Linked DNA regions of Mus musculus: region 2 is linked to region 1. Evidence: chromatin contacts called from public HiChIP or PLAC-seq data. All regions are on one chromosome and are shown on one strand. The core of a region is the stretch at or near the end of the contact, and the rest is flanking DNA. Distances in the headings are between cores, read along the strand shown.

The links. HiChIP or PLAC-seq counts read pairs in DNA pulled down with a chosen protein or histone mark.
Region 2: a contact with region 1 is called in an HNF4G HiChIP or PLAC-seq map of pancreatic cancer cells. The contact joins two enhancer-like sites. A contact is called at or near these places in 1 of 15 datasets of contacts at CTCF or cohesin (the NIH/3T3 cell line), 4 of 115 datasets of contacts at active chromatin or transcription factors (CD8 T cells, the NIH/3T3 cell line, embryonic midbrain and 1 more) and 2 of 9 other capture datasets (bone marrow-derived macrophages and embryonic stem cells).

Annotation. Positions count from the first base shown.
Region 1 is chr6:115,311,099-115,316,625 of GRCm38.p6, reverse strand. Gm38877 (a long non-coding RNA gene) reads left to right here. Exons shown (of 3, transcript XR_869368.1): 2 at 4,457-4,578. Among named protein-coding and RNA genes, the nearest start is that of Gm38877, 3.2 kb to the left of the region's middle. Within about 2 kb of position 3,210, at least 41 of the 459 cell types and tissues checked have an H3K27ac peak or open chromatin away from gene starts, as enhancers often do. A contact at or near this core is called in pancreatic cancer cells, where this site is marked.
Region 2 is chr6:115,499,221-115,504,747 of GRCm38.p6, reverse strand. No RefSeq gene overlaps it. Among named protein-coding and RNA genes, the nearest start is that of Gm36301, 18 kb to the left of the region's middle. Within about 2 kb of position 3,472, at least 43 of the 459 cell types and tissues checked have an H3K27ac peak or open chromatin away from gene starts, as enhancers often do. A contact at or near this core is called in pancreatic cancer cells, where this site is marked.

The sequences.
Region 1 (5,527 bases), core at 1,961-4,460:
AAGTTAATGCTGGGGGTGGTTATCAGAGCCAACTGTCAAAATAGTGGGAGAGATACTGGATTCAAAGAAAAAAAATGAACATATAGGCTCAGTCTAGCTAGGGAATTGGAATACCAAGAAATGAGAAAATATATATTCATAATTTTAAAACAAATCTTTGATTTAAAAAAATAAAGAAAACAAGATAATAAAAATGAACATTTCTAATGCTGAAGAAATATGGTCATAGAACATAAAAACAGCCTTGACACCTCATGGCCATAAGCAGACAGAGGCCACTTCAGTAAAGGCTGGCTCTTTATATACAGTAGCTAGCACAGTGATCTGATTTAGCCACAGTTATGCTTTCTGGTCTCAGACACTTGTAATGCCCACTGTGACCTCCAAATATTAGATGGGGCCAGGTATGAAGGCACACACCTGTAATCTCAACACACTGGAGGCTAAGGTAGGGGAATGTGGTGTCCAAGGCCAACTTGAGTGACATAGGAAGATCTATTCTGGAAATAAAAAAGGACGTTCCAGAAGTAAATAATTATGCAGCTTTAAATTGTACTGTTCTGAGTAGCATGATGCAATCTCCCAGTCCCACCCTGTCGCACTCCAGATCTGAGTCATCTCCTTGTCTACCACATCCACACTGTGTGTGCTACCCACCCATTACTCACTTAGCACTCACCTAGGTTATCAGCCTGAATGTTACACACTATCACAGTGCTTGTTTTATGTAAGGGCCCCAAAGTCCAAGAGACTCAACACTGGCAATTCAGATACATTGTAGGGAAGCTGTAAAGTGCTTCGGTGGAGTAAGACGGTGAAAGTGGTGTAAGGCACAGGTGTGGAGGGGTGCACTTGTAAAGGCAGCACTTGGGAAGCTAATGCCAGAGGGTCAAAAGGTCGAGGGTATCCTCAGCTACAAGTGAATTTGAGGCTAGCCTGAGTTCCATGAGACCCCCACATCAAAGAAAGAATAGGAAGATAGAAGGGGAGGGGTGAGGGAAGGAGGGAGAAAGAGATACTACATTCCTGTGACTTTTGTCATACTATATAATTCTTTATTTTATTATTTATTATTGTTAATCTCTTCCTGTGCTAATAGCTTCATATTAATTTATAAACTAAGCTTTGTTGTAGGCATGTACAGCCAAAAAAATCCTTTATGGATAAGGCTTAGTACTACTCAATGTTTGGAGTATTAATTGGGGTTCTTGTAGTATATGAGTGTGTATGTGAGTGTGTGTGAGTGTGTGAGTGTGTGAGTGTGTGTGTGTGTGTGTGTGTGTGTGTGTGTGTGTGTGTGTACATTGGAGGAATACCCTGGAAACACCAATTTTGAAAATATTTTATTAACATACATGAATTATATATGGTAATAGGTTTCAACATGACATTTTCATACAAGCATACATATGTGTTTATATATTATCAGGGAACCTGGGGCTCTATACATTCCTTTTATGGATGATGATGGAGGCACCTCTTCAACATGACAGCTGACAACAATTTAGCTCTGAGACAACCCTACCTATTTGGAACATAGCCTTTGTTCCCCAAAGAAAGCAAATAAAAAATATAGTTGAGCAGACAATGAGTGTCATGAAGTCTGTGTTCCCAATGTAATGGACATTATTCATAAGAAAATCTGTACACAAAATTCAGAAATAATAGTTTCTATGTATTCAAATTAAATTGGATTTAAAAAAAAATTCAAGGCCCCTAATGAAGGATCTAGAGAAAGTATCCAAGGAGCTAAAGGGGTCTGCAACCCTATAAGAAGAACAACAATATGAACTAACCAGTATGCCCCAGAGCTGTGTCTCTAGTTGCATATGGAGCAGAGGATGGCCTAGTCGGCCATCAATGGGAGGAGAAGCCCTTAGTCTTGTGAAAATCATATGCCCCAGTACAGGGGAATGCCAGGGCCAGGAAGCGGGAGTGGGTGGGTTGGGGAGCAGGGCAGGGGGAGGGTATAGGGGGCTTTGGGGATAGCATCTGAAATGTAAATGAAGAAAATATGTAATAAAAGAAAAAAATTCCAAGTTAGTTCAATTTAATATTCTTTTCCTAATAGGAAGATGTGATCTGTCTCAATATATCTGTAAGGAAAGGACCAAAGAGAACATTGTGAGGGAGGGAAAACATCATAACCACAGAGAATAGAAGTCTACAACCAGTATTTAGTGCTGGGGAAAACGTCTAAGTGCCTCGTTATGTTTAAGGGTCCTATTGCACTGTGACTCCCTGTGACTGATAATTTATAGTGTGTCTTTAAGAAAATAGTACACTACATGTTTTATTTATAAGGGAAAAAAACCAAATGTCAGGAAGATTTCCTTCCTGGATAGTTTATGTTATGGTGCCAGGGATGGAACTCGGGGCTTCCAGCAGGCTAAACACACATTCTACCACTGAGTCACACCCCGCCCAGGATCTGATTTTATAAGCTTGGCTACTTTTCCATGGCCATCCAGGAAACCAGCAGGCTACCCAGGTTGCACTCCTCCTCTGAGGGTTCTGTGGGGCCAAGTTATAGTCTGTGTAAACACGGAAGGCAGAGGTTAATGGGCACCGCTTCAGCAAAGGCTTTAGTACGAAGCTCTTTGCAGGGTGACCTGGTAGCAACGTGCCTCTATATCACATTTCTTCCCTTCCTTATCAGGCCCCCTAGGGTGCACGACAGATAAGCATAGGACCAGGTACATAATCTCCCAGGTGAATTAGATGACAAGAACAAGTTGAGTTTTATTTAAACATTTGTCTATCTATCTATCTATCTATCTATCTATCTATCTATCTATCTATCCATCCATCCATCTATCGTGAGTGTGTAATGCATGTCTGTGCATGCCACATATGCAAAGTAGAGGTCAAAGGAAAACTCTGGGGAGTCAGTAGTCTCCTTCCACCATGTGGGTTCTGGGAAAGAACTCAGGCTGCCAAAGCTTCGCAGCACGTGAGCACTTAGTTTGGTAACAGGGAGTTTGAGGTAGCTCTTTGCCTCTCGGCCGTACCATCTGTCCCTTGCTCATCTCACTGCCAGGAGAGAGACTTCTGCCTTGGCCATCATCTCTGGTCAAAGCAAATATCCAGTAGGAAGCAGGTAAAGGGAGCCTTCCCCGGGGTGCAGACAGATCTCTGGGCGACCCGAGTGCACATCTGTGCCTTTCCAGTGACTCACCTGCATGTGAGGATAAATTATTCCTCAAAATGTGTGGAGCTGGAGCACCAATGGGATTGAGCTTTTTGTGAAATGCTGACTCACTGGGATGCATGGAGCCAGAAGCTTATGCAATTGCTCTTTTATCTCCGGAAGATCTTTAGTAATTGCGGGCACTCCCCTTATTTCAATAGCTTCAGAGAGGGACTGTTGACACCTTAGATTAAGCCAGTGGATACTTGCCACCCTTTTCCATTCATAAAGTCAAAGAACTAGGAGGTACTGAAATTAAGGACTGGACTTAATTTTTTTAAGCTTAAAATATTCATAGTCTTCTTTTTAAAAAGATCAATTTTGTGGGTTTTTTTTTTTTTTTTTTTTTTTTTTTTGCTTTTGTACCTGTGCACGCATGCGCACACGTACACGCATGCGCACACGGGCTAGTGCTAAAAATCCCATCTTTCTGGAGCTGGATGGCAGCTGTGAGCGTCTGTCCTCAGAGTGCTGAGGCACACACTGCGGACAGATGAACAGCGAAAACGCTCATCTCCCCCACCTCATTTCTCACAGGGCACTTGGCAGACACAGAAGCAGATTCAAAGAGTCAACTTCATGGTTGATCTTTTTCCCCCTCGGATAAAGCATAAAATCTGTGAGAGACCTCAGAGAGGAAGCCGTCTACCAGAAAACATAATGAAAACATGGGGACAGCCAAAATAGTAACCACGTCCTCCCCACGATGAACAAAACCCAAAGGCTGAACGTTAAGTCAAGAGAGGCAGTTGGCCCCTGGTCCCCGAAGCAGAATCTTAGATTTTTGTAAAGAAATTGTATGATTTCTCCCCTCTGTGAAATGATAAAGAGAAATGTGCTGGGGTTGAACAAGCCCAGTGGGTGGACTGAGCTCTTTAGTGAATCAGGCAGAAGTGGGACTTACTCCACAGTTGTAACCCTTTAAATGCTGGGAGGAATACGGCAAAGCTATTGAAGGCAGCATGTTGGTGGTGGTAATGATTACTTAGAAGTGAAGGGATAATTTTGGAAGTATGCCTGGCTTCAGGGAAGAATGGCTCTTCATTTAACTACCCACGTGATGGACGTGTTTCAGGTGAGCTGTTGAAGTTTCTCTGAGCTCTGGGAGATTCAGAGGCAATTTCTTTGACCATATCTCATTCCCTCATGCACACACACACACACACACACACACACACACACACCTATTTTTACCTAAAGTGGGAACCCAGCCATGCACAATCATTGTCCATGAGACCTGACAATGCAGTATAGTTCTGTTTTCAGGGATGGTGGCATTACTGGTACCAGATCTGACCTCCTGCTGGATGAAAATCTATGAAACGACATTGGAGCATACAGACCACAGTACTGAGACCTTCAGGAGAAGCCGCAAGTAAAGAAACCCTGTAGGTTACCTTGGCTGTCAGGACTTCTGTCTGGGATGGAGGAACTCACAAAGAGTGTGCCTGTCTTCCTGAACAAGGAGATAGAGATTCGGGTTCTGAGAGGCTGATGAGATACAGTTTTCCATGAGGAAAAACAGCTCCAGAACTATTGTCTGAGTTCTTTAGTTTGTGGCTGGATGGTAAACCGAGCAGCCATAGGATGACCCTACCCAAGGCAAATTCACTGGGAAGAGCATAGCTCTCAGGAGTCCCAGATAGGCAATCCACAGAGCTCAAACACTAGGAGATGGCTTTGTTTGTTTGTCTGCCTTTTGAGAAAATTGGCCAAGGCTGGTCTTGAACTCACTATGTAGCTCTAAGGCTGGCTTTGAATGCTGATCCTCCTGTTTCTACTCCCCAGAATGTTGGGTTTGCAGGCATATATCACCATGACTGGCTAAGTACAGTCCTCTTCAAATATCTGGGGTATTCAGTTAGAGATTCAGAAAGACCAAGCCTTAAAACTAGAGCTAACTTGGGGCCAGCCAGAGAGCTCAGTGGTTAAAGGTGTTTGCTGCTAAGCTTGGCCACCTAAGTCTGAGCCAAAGAACCCACAAGCTGGAGTAAGAGAACCAACTCCCAAAAGTTGTGTTCTGACCTCCACACATGGCCATGGCAATGGCTGAAAATGTACACCCATAGACAGACAGACAGACAGACAGACAGACAGACAGACACACACACACACACACACACACACACACACACACTGAACTAAATGAACCATAGTAAAGATTATTCTATAGCTACATAAGAAAAAAAATTTTAAAGTTCTGTAGAGGATCAAACTGATCATAAAATATTTTAATAGCTTCCGTCCTAGCCCTCACAACACTCTAGAGGAAGATACACAACACTTAAGACAAAACATCATGATATCCAGTATCCCATAAAACATTACTAGACTTGA
Region 2 (5,527 bases), core at 2,223-4,722, 190 kb before region 1:
ACCATGCTCTTGGGTGAACGCATTGCCCTTATGTTGATAGCCATGAGTGCTAACCTGAGGCCTTGGTCTGGGTTCCTGTGTAGAGATGTGGGGATAACTGATAAAGCTTTGGGGGTGGACAGAGAGAAGCAAGGGACCGATCTGGGTGAGGGTTGCTGGGGGGGATGAAGGCATCCTGGCAAACCCAGTCTGTCATGCGCAATGTCAAAGCAGAATCCTAGTTTGAGAAGGGTCTCAGGTAGAGGGATGGGGGTCGGTAGGCTGGGGCCCAAGTGGAGGGTGAGGGGTATAGCTGTGGCAGCCTCTCTGTGCCCTCTCTACCTTGAAGCAGACCTTCCAGCCACAGCTCTGTATGGTGCAGTATGGACACCACTCTTCTTTGTGTTTACCACCACTCAGCAGCAACAGAGCCTGACCCAGAGCTGCTCAGTGGTCTGAAGGAAAGAAAGGAATGGATCAGTGGGTAAGATAAGGAATGGATAGTGGCGGTCATGCTAGCAAACACTGCTCTCTGGGAGGATAAATTAGGAGTCTATAGACCTCTGGGAGGGAGTCCAAATGAGACAGGGAAGGAAGGAGGGAGGGAAGGGAAGGGGAAAGGGAAGGAGGGGAAAGAGAGATAGAGAGAATTATGCATATACAACACACACACACACACACACACACACACACACACACACACACACACACTCTCTCTCTTGTCAGGCTGGGCAGGACTGGAGAACAGAGAAGTCAGCCATGGCTGGGGCCACCTGGGCAGGTGACCCTGAAGAAAGGCTCATTTCACATGCTGTATGGGGTGGGGAGACTCCCCAGGCCCCAAGGCCCCGTGGCTGTGGGAACAGCTTCCTTCCTGGGCCTGTGGGATTGCGTGACTCCCGGAATGCTGGGCTCAGGGTGTGGAAGCAAGCAAACGCCATTAGGCCTATCACTGATCTAGAGGCGCAGATATGGAAGTTTGAGGAGGCCCAGCCGGCTCTGCCCAACTGTAAAGAGACGTGATTGAGGCGGGTCATGGGGAGGTGGCAGTGATTAAGGGGGGGGGGTGGTTGAGGCCTGCTGACTTCCTGCATAGCAGGCAGGGTGACAGAGGAAGCCCGTGATGGGGATTAGTCATGGCACCGCCTTCTCATGGAGCCCATAAACCCAGGACTTCAATATCTCCAAGAGAGAACACCTGGCCCAGCCCACAAGTCATTTCCACTTTGGAAGTAGCTGCCCTGAGGCCTGACTCTGACATGGTTGAGGTTGGGTAGACAGCAGCCCTAAGCAGAGTCATAGCACTTCTGAGGCTCTCTGGGCCCTTTCTCTTCCCAGCATCCCATGGAACTCCTAGACAGCCTTGTAGGAGGACCTTAACTGCCATCCCATGGACAAGAACACAGGGCCCAGATTTTCAGGATAGAAAAGGGTGGGAGGGAGATCGCAGGGACACAGCGCAAGCTACTGAGTGTCAGTCGCTGCAGACCTAGGTTTGGACCCTGGCTTAGGTCCAGGGCCACAGGTGGAGGTGATCAAATGGAGACATGGGCCAATAGGGAGAAGGGACTTAAGAAGAAAAGGACTCTGCCCTTGGGCCTTGCCACCTTTGCGGTTATAAAACTCTAGAAGGTAAGGTGTATTCTGAGAAGTATTCCTTACAGTGACCAGATAGAGTAAAGATTTATGAAGGAGGCAGGACAAGGCACATCCTCTCTGTGGTGCATGTGTCTAGGTATGAGAGGCGCTGGATGGGACTTCCTGTATCTGGGGTGAGGACCATCCATGGAGGCCTCTAACCCTCCACCCTGGGGGTCATTGGCCCTGCCAATTTGAAGGGTTGTCAGTGTTACCGATCCAGAAGACTAAGTTCCAGTCTTAGCGTCATTGCTTACATGCCTTTGAAGAACTTTGAAATGGATACAGTCCTCACTGTTGAAATGGGTTGACACATGTCTCTGTCTGGGATGACTTAAGAACTGGCAGCTGGTTGGGAGTAACTTCTCCAATGGCCCCAGCACAAAAATAGTGCCTGATAAATATTTGGAGAATCTTTTCAGGGATAAAAAGAAAATAAGAAAAAAAAAATGTGTCAAGCTGCCTGTCGACTTCAGTGGGGGAGATGGGGCCTGGAGAGTCAAGATGGCTCCTCTACTGCCCTTTACTGTGGTTGATGCGTGGTTGGCAGTACTTTCTCCCATGACCCTCCTGTATCTTCCAGCTCATCGCACCCTGAAGATCCAGATTCCCATTGCATCCCATAGCGATTTAGACACCTGACCTGGGGTCCTGCAGGTAATCTTTTCCCAGGAGGTGAAGCACCACCACACAGCTTGTGTGACCAAGTCAAAACTTGATCATTGTCTTCTGCACTCCCCAAGACTGTTCCCACATCTGTCTGTTCCCTCTGTTTCTATGACCAAAGCCATCCCCTCCCACCGCTGCTACCACTTGTGGTCTTCCCATCACCCTTGTCTTCCCAGTGGCTGGCCAAGGGATCTCAAGTCGAGTATCAGCTATGCTACTTTCTAGCTTGGAAGGTCGGATCTCGGATGTTCCCCCAAAGCCTCACGTGTTAAGGTCTGGTTTCCAGGGTGATGGCTCAAGGAGGACGACAGGGGAACTTTGAGAAGCAGGACCTTGGAGGCCTTAGGTCATCATGTGTATTCCTGAGGGGACTATAGATAGGGCCTCAGCTTGCTCCTCTCATTGTTTTCTGGTTTGCAATATAGCCACCACTGTGCACAACCTCATCACAGCCCCAAGCAATGTGACCAACCAGCCATGGATTTGAAAGCCCTGAACCTGAGCCAGAACAAACCTTTCCCTTTACAGATGTGACTTTCTCAGGAAAGCAAGCATAGCTGCTGAAGGTCTTCTATGGCTTCCCACTCTCCCTAGGATGAGCTCCAGCCTCACTGGTCTGGTTTGCCGAGCTCTCTTAGCCTGATTGATTTTGTTCTGCTGCTCTGACTCGCTTCTTCCAAGTGCCCTAGGCTTAGTGAAACAGAAACACTGCTTTCCCCATATGCCTTTGCACACGAGCCCCTCACCTAGCGTTTCTTTCTTTCTTGTTTCATAAATCCTCCTTTGAGACTTGGTCTCCAATGTCACCTCCTCTGTGAAGCCAAGTTGACTTTCTTCCCCACTTTCACGGGACTGGAAAGCCCATAGCTCAGCCTGCCTGGGAAATTTCAAATAATCCCTTCTGATATTAGGTGGCAGCTGACACCAGCTGGAAGATGAGGTTATCTTCACTTGCAATCTGTCCCCAGCACTAACCCTTGGGGTGGGGGTGGGGAGCAGAGTGGGCAGTGCTGGCCCTGCTTTACCTCCGTGCCTCCTCACTGTGACCCCCGGGGGTAGCTGTGCATTCCTTAAGCTACATAAGAAGAGTCCCAGGAAGGTTCCAGAAGTCCTGCCCAAGGTCATCCGGCCTCACCCACCCTGCCTCCAGCCCTCTGGCTTCCTCTGCTTGCCAGGCTGTCCTGTGGCTGCCAGCTTCTGTGTTTATCTCCATGAAAGTGAGTTCCTTGGTGGCCTGAGTCACACCAGCCTTATCTCTGTGTCCCTAGAGGCTGAGGAGAGCTGGGGACAGGCAAGGCCAGTGAATATTTACTGACACTGGGCTCTCCTTTTTCCTTGTCCTGCTTCTGCTGACCTCAGGTCACCCCCACCCCCCACCCCCCACCTTCCTCTCCCCAAGCTCTGCTCTTTAATGGTAGCTGTGCTTGGCTAGAAGAGACTCTCACCCGTGTGACATTCAGCAACTCAAGTCTTTTCTTTAAAGGCCGATAGGGCTCGTGTTTCTTAGAGTGGGGTGCACAGCCCTGTCCTAGGGGCATATGAAGCCATAAGAGGAAGGGAACACCCCATTTTGGGAAGAGCTTTTCTTTTTGGAAGTCCTTGGACTCAAGTGAGACATATTTGGCTTTCAAAGGACAATTTAAGTGTGATTTTGAAACTTAAAAACAACAACAACAACAAAATAAAAAAAATGATAGTCAACTCTTAGTATCCATGGTTTCCACATAAGTGAACTCAAACAATTTTGCATATAATATTAGGGAAAATTGTGTCTGTATTAAGCGTGGGCAGACTTGGGTCATTGTTTCCCAAACCGATGTGGCACCTGTTTACACAGCACCTTTGCTGGGTTGAGTATTTTAACTCAGACATAGTTTTGAACTTACAGAAGGGTGTACGGTGGTCCTATGCAGATACTGTGCTGTCTTACACATCTGTCCCCCGCATCCGTGGCTTTCGGGGCTGGAGCCCAGGCCTGTGTGTTGGTTTTCTTCCTGGCATGTCCTACACATTCATTGCCACCTGTCTCCCTGGGCGGTGCCTCCGCAGACTGTTTCCTTTCTGACCTTCTCCGGGCCCTGCTTCTGGCTTTAGCATCTCTCTGCCCAGAAGCCCCTGCAAGGCTGAAGCGTCTTGGAGGTCTGCGGTCCTCCCTCACCTCCCAGCACTCCTTGATCCCCGTCCTCTGCTGGCTTCTCTGAGCCCTGCCTTCACTCTGCATGTGACCTCTGCGTTAGGGGCTCCTCTGCCTTAGATACCCTTGCCGTGTGCTCCTGGCTGTGTCCTGACCCCAAAACACTGCCTTGCTAAGCTTGAGCCAGGACTCAGGAGGTGGAAGGCAGTTGAGGAGCAAAGACTGCGCGTGGTGTTTGAGAGAATAGTCACCCTCATCAGGCAACAGAGCAAGGAGAAAACCTTGGCTAGCATCTTGTCAGTAGGAGGCAGCTCCTTAAAAAAAAATAGTCCCCCTTCATCAGCAGCTGTCCCACCCCGGGAGCCCTGGGAGGCCTGGCCATAGTGCAGCTTTTCCAAGGCATGTTGCCCACCACTGTGGCAGCAGCGGCAGCGTCGTCGATAACACGGGCTCCTTGGAGGCATAACGTGGGCTCCTCAGAGGCCTGCCTGGAGCTGGCCCATCTGGCAGGCAGGGTGGCCAGGGACCCCAGGCCGAGCTGCCAGCAACTGACTCAGCACAACGCCCTTCTCTAAGCAGTTTGGCTTCGGGTGGGAACCAACCAGCCATCCGGTGTCCCCTCCCCTGCCCTTGGAGGCAGCCAACTCACTCAGGTTGGAGCGGCCCCAGGCCCTTAATGAGCGCAGGCTGCAGCCTGGCCCAGGCCTGGGTGGCTCTGAGTTGAGAACACATGCTCAGGCAGCGAAGGACGTGGGCCTCTGATGGACAGCCAGAGTTCTGTCCTCTGGCCTGCCTCCCTGGGAGGCCTGAAATTTTGGGATGTCAAGGCCAGAAGACAGAACAACTTTTTAGATGTGCAGATAGAGAAACTGAGGCACAGAGAGGAATCAGCTTGCTTGCGACTGCAGCAGGTACACAACCTTGCCAGCATTCAAATGTAATTGATTCCTGCCCCCCTCCCCCACCCCCTCGCACCCCACCCCTAAACCTGCATGCTTTCATTTTCTCAAGTAGCACAACTAAGAAAGACACCTGAATTGTGTAGGCCCCCACCTTTCTTTCTTAAACCTTTAGGCTAGCTCTCTGGATTCACCGGGTGTCAAACTC